Regions from separate parts of the Danio rerio genome. Here region 2 is linked to region 1. The links are chromatin contacts, called in public Micro-C maps. All regions are on one chromosome and are shown on one strand. Each heading gives the region's core, a stretch centred on a gene start, on an enhancer-like site or on the middle of the called end of the contact. The rest is flanking DNA. Distances are from core to core; before and after follow the strand shown. Region 1 holds the start of zbtb18 (zinc finger and BTB domain containing 18). Region 2 has its middle 34 kb from the start of zbtb18.

What was found. Hi-C and Micro-C count contacts between places; a contact is called where the count stands out from the background.
Region 2: a contact with region 1 is called in a Micro-C map of caudal fin, with 2.3 times the contacts expected there. The contact joins the enhancer-like site here to the promoter of zbtb18 in region 1. A contact is called at or near these places in 3 of 18 Hi-C or Micro-C datasets (caudal fin and embryo).

Annotation. Positions count from the first base shown.
Region 1 is chr13:11,854,607-11,859,144 of GRCz12tu, reverse strand. It overlaps zbtb18 (zinc finger and BTB domain containing 18), which reads right to left and starts at 2,563. Exons shown (of 2, transcript NM_001082952.2): 1 at 2,157-2,563.
Region 2 is chr13:11,888,146-11,892,683 of GRCz12tu, reverse strand. No RefSeq gene overlaps it. Among named protein-coding and RNA genes, the nearest start is that of zbtb18, 34 kb to the right of the region's middle. Within about 2 kb of position 2,028, at least 22 of the 62 cell types and tissues checked have an H3K27ac peak or open chromatin away from gene starts, as enhancers often do. A contact at or near this core is called in caudal fin, where this site is marked.

The DNA.
Region 1 (4,538 bases), core at 1,314-3,813:
CAGGGAAAAAAAGGAAAGAGTTGAGCAAAAGCCTGACGATGGGACATTTCGAAGAACATTTGCGGATTTATAGCATTTCAGCCGCTTTTAGAAGATTAAGAATTTTGTTCAAATCTCGCCATTTAAAGTAAAAACAGATTTTAACGGATTAACAGCACACAAACACACAAGATTTTCTTGTTTTAAATCAATAATGCTATAATAACTAACTAACCTACCGACAACACAACTGTATGCGGTCACAGCAGAGCAACAATTTGCCACCGAGACTGAGAAGTGACTGAAAAGAAGAGCCGTAAACAAACAGAATAATGAAACGCTTGCCTGGAAACCTCTTCATGGCAACAAAAAGTGTCACTTGTCCCCAGCCTGGTTACACCACACCAGCTCGAAATCCTTTACTTCCCATTTGCGCACACTCTGATGGCAAAAAGACTTAACGAGAGCTCCCTATTCAAAACACATCCCTGTTGCCTGGACCCCCCGGTACAGTACCTGCAGTACGCATCAACTTGATTAAGTCCACAGTTGTGGTAGCGCCGGCTGTAACTCCCTCCGCCGAATCAATGAAAGGGTAGAGACGCGAAAGAAAGAGAGAGAAAATCAAACTGTGAGGGACAGATGCAAAGTGGAGGAGATGTTGGAGGGGAATGCGATGCCTCCTCCTGCACACAGATCCGCACACACACTAACTCCCAGTCTGTGCGTTAGAAGAAAAGACTGGGGGATGGCAGCCTGTCAGCTGCTCTGACATCATGTTCAGATGGAAATGCTACCTCCAGCTGTGCTCCTTTTAGTGCCATATGCTACTCCTCTACACTCTTGCCACCAGCCTCTCCTTTATACAACTTTGTTTCTCTTTCCCCCTTTAAAAAAACGGGAGGAAGGGAAGTGTTGTGAGGTGATTCTGTAGAAAACTAGCCAATTCCCCCCTTCGGTTGTAATCTCTCAGCAAAGAAGAACTTGGAAATGGGTCCGTCTGAAAGCCGACACTTTTTTCTAACCTAGTTTCCTGCACTGAGAATTTAAATACCCTCAAGTTTTTTTTTCTTCCCCCCTCTCCTTCCAGTAACCATAAACAAAGGCCAGCACAGCACATTTGCAACTGACAGATCCACGCAGCTGATATTGTTTTCGACTTCTTTATGGTTCACTGGCCGCGCCATTACCGTCATTCATTTTACTAACCCTTTGGACAACTGACAGAGGAGGGGGAAAAAAGAAATAAGAAACAATGGGAACAATCATACGGGCCTTATAAGTACGGTTCAAACAAAAGCCACTGTATTCCGCTTAAGCACTTACAAAACTCCTTTCTTCCCAAGTATCTTGCTCATTTCTGTTCAACTTCTTTGGTACGAGCCAAACAACAGTTTCCTGTTTACCACAAAAATCAGCAAAACAAAGATATGCAACGACAATGTGAAGGTCTCTTCTGAAGGATGTCACACTCATGAATACAAACAACTCACTGATATGCACAAATAATACAAAACTGAAGAGTTCACTGCATCTGTCACGTGCATTACACTTGCTCTCAGGGGATTTTAAACAATTAACAGGAGCTTTTTTTATTTCAGGAAAACCACCATCACTGCTTAGTTATAATAATAAACAACACTTTACAGATTTACAAAGAAATTGGTTAACATAAAGATATAACTTTGCAAAGAAACTTGTTTTGTACAATGACACGTCAAAGCAAAATAGTTTCCAAACCTGGGAAGTTCTCCAGAAAGACCGAATGGTGCCTAGTTAGCCATTCTAAAACTTAAAACATATTACAACAAACAAAAAGACGCTAGAATAAAACAAAGTACGAGTCCACCTGGGTAGGATATGGTATTATAGCAGGCTACTCCTACACAAACACACTCACACACAGCGCACTGCCGACGGTCTTTCTCTGGATCCTGACCCCGTACGTTCAGGAAAAGCTAGCTTGCGTGGCTAACAAATAAAAAGTAAGCCTTCAACCTGCAGTGTTACAGTTTTGCGGCAGGCCCCGATGCCACGCGCTCGAGCAACTCATTCTGCGCGTCAAGACCAACAACAGTCGCGTGAAAAAGATCGCTACTTTTCCCCATAACAATCCAGCCCGTTCTCCAACCCCCTTTTCATCTCCTTAAAGAGCACCTCGTATCACAGGCACTTACAGGCAGCCAGGTCCAACGTCTTCCTGCTTCCTCCGTCTAATCCTCTCAGCGAGAAAAACAACTCGATTGACTTTCAACTGCTTTCCATAACAACCTGCAGTGGCAGGAAAGACGGAGCGGGCGAGCGGAGCGACGAGAGAGCTGCGGCAGCCAGATGTTTCCGAGCTGTTGCTACTCAACTCTCCGGTAAAGAGGAAGCGCTTGACTGGCAGCGCGCAAGCCAATGGAAGAGGCGAAAAGAAAAGCGAAGGCAAATTGGAAGCTGCCGCTGAGGGGGGAAGAGGGAGGGATGTCTCTTTCTCGGCGTAGGTTGACACCAGGCAACAGTGAGAAAGCAGAAAAAAAGGCCGAGCGAGCGAACGGACGGGTTCCTCGAGCAGACTGGCGCAGCGCGCGGATCGAGGGACATTGCGCAATGTTACGTGGGTACTGTAGTCACGGGCAGAGCAGCGGTGGAGAACAGGTGCACTGCAACTTCCTCCAGAGCCGCGGACACACACGCACACACACAGAGGTAGTCACATGGCTAGTGGAGAACGATATGGCCCCTTGAAATAATATTGCAAATGAGAAACAGACAGACGATATTAGCCGAGCGCCGAAATTATTTACAATTGAATAAAATAAAAAGTAACATGTTTCAAAAGTAAGCCCTAGTGTTCATAATCTTCAAATATTTATCGTACAAAATAGGTCCTCAAGTGGATGAATAATAATAACAATTATTATTATTATATGGAATAATAATTATTGTTGGAAATGATAATGATTATTATCTGAAATACTGCCAATGGGTTTCCTAGCTCTAATTGCGAGATTTAATGCGAATTTTATTGCCATTTCATCCGCAGACAAACAGCATTACACGCTTTTTAAAATAAGAGAGCACATCAACTCAATTTGAAGTTGTTCATCTTTATTCATTTTACATTGTTCTAGATTAAATTATAATGCGTATATGGCCTACAGATGAAAAAAATCAAACACAAATAAATATATAAATAAATAAACACTGCAACCCACTGTACTGGGTTGCAGCTGGAAGGGCATCCGTTGTGTAAAACATATGTTGGATAAGTTGGCGGTTCATTCCGCTGTGGTGACCCATGATTAATAAAAGGACTAAGCCAAAGGAAAATGAATGAATGAATAAATAAACACAAATAAATAACTAGAAACATAACTGGATAAGATTACGAATGATGGAAGAAAAAGACAATAGTCTTTCTTAAGCAATGAAGTACATTGTGTTATTGTATTAGGCCTATGTAAAATAATATTAAAAAGCAGGATATATATATATATAGATAGATAGATAGATAGATAGATAGATAGATAGATAGATAGATATAGAATGAGAAGGAAAATAATGCACCATAAGCGATGAACTCATGGATGAGATAAATAAATAAATGAAGAAAGAAAGAAAGAATAAAAGAAACGAACAAATAAATAAACACAAAGTAATAACTAGAAAAATAAATACATAAATATAATAATGAGTAATGGAAGAAATACACAATATTTGTCCTTAGGCAATGAGTTAGATTGTATTGTATTAGGCCTATGTAAAAAAAAATATTAAAAAGCAGAACATGAAAAGAAAATAATGCACCATAAGTAATAAACTAATGGAAATAAATAAACAAGAATGAATAACTAGAAAAATAAATGCATAGATAAGATTAAATAATAGAAGAAAAAGACAATAATCTTTCTTAAGCAATGAATTAGATTGTGTTATTGTAATTAGGCCTTTGTAGAAAAAAAAGCAGGATAGATATAGAACAAAAAATAACTCATGAAAATAAATAAATAATGGAACAAACTGATTAGTAAAAAAAAAAAAAAAATCAACATTGGAGATTCCTGTGTTTACATGATATTTACTGTATGTGTTGGATCGCGGCGTCAACAGGTGAGCGTTTGCAATGCTAAGTATGTGCAATGGTCCACAGATGCGCTAAGTTCACTCAGGACCTTTGTGAACAGAAAGTCACGTGTTCCGCATATTTGGCTGCTCGCCGCACCCGCCCGTCATCATCATCATCCACGCTCCCACACTCATGCGTCCCAGTAAACTAATTGGCGTTACTAATACATTTCAAAACAAACCACTGTCCTACTGGTGCTGGAATCTTGACATAATAACATTATAATTTAATGCAAATAATGGCCTCATTAAGCTGATGTGGCAAATGAGTCCAGGCATGTGATGCGTTTGGTGTTTTCCATGTCGTCACTCAACAATCTACTCCTTGTTCTGGCCAAGAGTTGTCCTCGACTGTCATAATGAAAAAAATAATGAAATATGAATCACGTTAATTGCTAAGTTTTCGCAACTGAGCATTTCATTTAAATCTAAGGTTGTGTGTTGATAAA
Region 2 (4,538 bases), core at 779-3,278, 34 kb before region 1:
TTGTCAGACTCTAAATCAGAGTCTCCCTCAACTATCTCCTAAAGAATCCACTCTGCTTCAGTTCTTCCCTCTACAACATGCAGTCATTAAATATATTAGGATGGTCCTGGTGTCCACTATAGTGGACATTAAAAAAGGAGAATATTTTAAAACACAAACTAGTTAACAGCTTTGAAAGCTAAATGTAATGTTCCTGACACTTTAATAAACAAATATATATGTAATAATAATAGTAAAAAACATTTAAAAAGCTCAATTTTACATGCCTCTCTCCTAGCAAGAAGGGGATCCTAGCACGCCAGCCAATCAATTGACATATCACTAGACAGCCCAGGATGTCCTCGGAAAAGTACAACAGGGCTTGACAGAGTATCTCAAAACAATCAAAGAAAATTCATGAAAACACAATGTTCACTACAGAGGGCACAAGTCAGTGAGCGGGTTCCCAGGAGGATATAATGCCAACTGACCTAGTCGGGACTCGAACCAACAACCTTCTTGCTTTGAGGAGACAGGAGGAGACGATATGCTTTAATAAATTTGAACATGCATTGTTTTTCTTTTACCTCGCATATGTAGACATTGCATTTACTTGAAAGTCTTGGAAAAATCATGGAAAAGTCATGGAATTTTAGTAGTAAAAATGTGTATGAACCTTGTTTATAAAGGATTTATAAAGCAAAAATACTCTTCACTTTAAATCAGGTCACACAACTGCATGAAGTTGAGTTAATAAAGCATTTATTGACAGTAACCATTCTGAATAACATTCACATTCTGAATAATCTTAACCCCCCTCTTCCCAAACTACTCTTAAATAAAAATGGTTTGTAAATAATGTAATACTAAATTTAGTAATAAACAATTAATAAGTAATAAAGTATGAAAACACAATTATTAAACGCATTATAAATGTGCTTATAAGTCAAGGATGCAGCATTTGTAATCTGTATTTGTAAACTGCTTACTAACATCTATTAGTTAATACTTAACAAATAATGAATTAACTATGTACTAATGCCTAATAATTGATTCATAGTGTGTATTATTAAAAAGCGTTAACATAAAATTTAATATTCTTTTTTCTAATAATATTATGTTAACATTAACTACGACTAATAAGAGGTAAACAAGAATATTTAGCTGTTTGTTCTAACTACTTAATTATAATGAGCTGAATCAACACAATTATTGAACCAACGACCTTCTTGCTTTGAGGAGACAGTGCAAGCCACTGAACCGCCGCTTGTAACATACTGTGTCGTTTATTACTTTTACAAAAGTTAAAAAGACTTCTCTATAAGCTCTATATTTTTCTAATACATGGATTCGGTGCTTGGTTAGCAATTTTGAGTGAAAAAAGTTCAATAGTTTTATAATATGCTAATATCATGCCTTTTTTTATAAAAGTTGAAAGCAGTTGTGCTGCTTACAATGTTCCTAATATGTAAATTCATTGATCTTTTATCAATTTATGTTTATCAACTTTTTTAAAAAAAGTAGTGCTGCTTAATATTTTATAATATGCTGATTCATGTTGAAAACCACTGAGCCGCTCCATATTTTTGGAAATCATACATCTTAAAGAGATAGTTCACACCAAAAATATGAATTCTACCATTATTTAGTTCCATACCAGTTTGAGTTTCTTCATTCTTTTGAACACAAAAGAAAATATTTTGAAGAAAGTTGAAAACTGGTAACCATCGACTTCAATAGTAGGCAAAACAAATACTCTGGAAGTCAATGGTTACCGGTTTCCAACTTTCTTCTTTTCTTATCTTCTTTTGTGTTCAACAGAAGAAAGAGAGTCAAACCGGTTTGGAACAAGTAAAGGGTGAGTAAATGATGAGTTTTGAGTGAACTATCCCTTTAAATAGTGTGTATTGCTGAAGTGCTGGTGCTCATGCTGGAGAAGGCAGCAGTTTCAGCGGATGCTCTGCTCTCAGTGGCGTCTGTGCTGGACATTTGCTTCAGCTTGTCTCCAGAGCGGACAGGTGTTGGCGTCAGCAGCGTCCAGACTCGTTTCGGCAGCTGCTGCGCTCATCCACACACTCACGCACACACACACACTCCTCCCCCAACCGACAGATGTAGACACACCACCCAACTAGCTTTATGGAGCCAGAGCTGTTTTGACTTTAAATATTTGCCCAGGAGGGATTGCCCTGTTTGGGCAAGGCTTGTAGTGCAGTAGTAGGGCGAGAACAACACGGACTGGCCGACACAGAGAGAGAGAGAGAGAGAGAAAGAGAGAGAGAGGAAGAGAGAGAAAGAAAGAGGTATAGCCTGTACAAACACATAAACCTGCCGGATCAGCTGGAAGTCTGGACGAGTGTGAAGTCTTTAGGTGACATTCAGATGTTTGGCGATTGATATTCATTGGCCCCTGAAACTGTGTGTGTTTGGAGACACTTTTGGAATCAGGAGTGGCCCTTCAAAATGTTATTAGTCTGCAAACAAATGATAATTGAGCTTCTTTTAACCTTTACCTGCTGGTTTAATAAGGGATTTAGTGGTTGTATGAAGTCAGTTCACACAGGTGTGGGTCATCACATGTCACACGCAAAAAAAAAAAAAAGTCACTACAATGTGTAAAAGTCTTGTATTTTCTTTTTGAAAAATGTACTTATTTCCCAGTGTTGGGTTTCAGCTGGAAGGGCATACGCTGGGTAAACATATGCTGGACGAGTTGGCGGTTCATTCCGCTGTGGCGACCCCTGATTAGTAAAGGGACTAAGCTGAAAAGAAAATAATTGAATGAACAATGGATTTATCAAAATAAAGATTTTAAATTATAAATGTATTTATGTATCGTTTTTTATTAATTGAATATTTATTGTATATACTTTTATATATTTTTCAAAGAAAATTATTTGCATCTTGTTGCTTATAAAAAATTTATCAATTGATTTAGCACAAGTTTATAGTTTTATATATTGATATCTGTATATTAGGATATGTAGGATATAATTTTTTGTTTATAATACTTAATGATTTTTATAAGGAAAGTATTATTATATTACTTTGCGTTTAAGTATTATCTATTTAAAATGTTTTGCTTGTTTTTAAGAATTTGGATATTTACAACAGATATATATGTATATATATATATGGTTAAGTGCCATCTGAAATTTCAGTCGAAAATGAAAATTTTTCTCAGCCTCCTTATTTTTTGCCATAAAAGTAAAATTACTGAACCTACACATAGGAGCCTGTTAAAAATGCTCATTTTAGAAGAACATTTCAGATGGCATTTAGAGGTTTTTGCATCTGAACTCTTCATATATGTATTGCATCTTATTTTGCTTATTTTGGCTTATTTTGCGGTCTCTGTCACCATGTTGAGTATCTCTGAAATTATAAATATTTTAAATAGGCACTATCCTTATGAATAAACTGCATAGTTGCAATCTAAACAACTACATTCTCACCTAAAAAAACCCCCTCAAAAGTACATCATGTTGTCCGACAGCCACAATATGTGATCACTCTATGTGGGCAAAGTAATGCAGAAGGGTGAAGAGGCTGTACCAGTGCTGTTATTGCAGAATATCGCACTGCTATCAGCCAATCAGATTTGACAACCAGACAGAAATGTTGTATGAATCTATATGTATAGCGTATGGGTTTGGGTTTGAATTGTTTATGTGTTTGTACATTTATTTGCACTTATGAGTTTATTTATGTAAATTTATAGAACAAATTCATTCATTCATTTTCGACTTAGTCCCTTTATTAATCCGGGGTCACCACAGCGGAATGAACCACTAACTATTCCAGCAAATGTTTTACGTAGTGGATGCCCTTCCATCTGCAAGACATCACTAGGAAATATATAATAAATTATTATTTATTTATAATTATTAAAATAATTTTAGAATAGTTTTATAATCGGCTGAAACTATTCATACTGTACATATCTATTTTATTATTGTGCATTTAGAATTAATTTTAATAAGTAGTTTATGCATATCTTATATATTAATAACTTTTTACTTAATTTAAAGTATTTTTTTCTTAAATTAAATGTTTTGCTTGTTTGCTGAGTTTTGATATATTTCTGCTTGATATTTTAAAGCAAACTACTGCGATGTCAAGTGTGACTCCAAACACTTTTTGTGGCCGCTGAGTGTGTGGAGAATATAAATATGGAAAAATATATTTTTGATAGTATCTACAAATGTAAATCATTGCAAAAGAAATGCAGTCCGATTTATTTGATGTCATTTAATGAAAACATAGTAACACAAACTACATTGTTGAACTGAATTTAATAATAATTTAAGTGAGAAATGTCAAAGCTGTGAAGAAATAGAAAGCTAATCTAGCTAAGCGCGCATCCTCAGTCGGTAGAAACACTTCGTCTCACCATCTGGGCCTGCGTTTGCCTGTCCCATTAGGACACGTGCACATTAAAGCCCAGGTACAGACAGAAGCGCAACCCGCAACACTTCCACTCATCCAAAAAGGAAAAGTTTTCCTCGCGCTGGAGATTCATCTTGCAACAGCTTCTAAAGACTGCCAAACAGATGCCA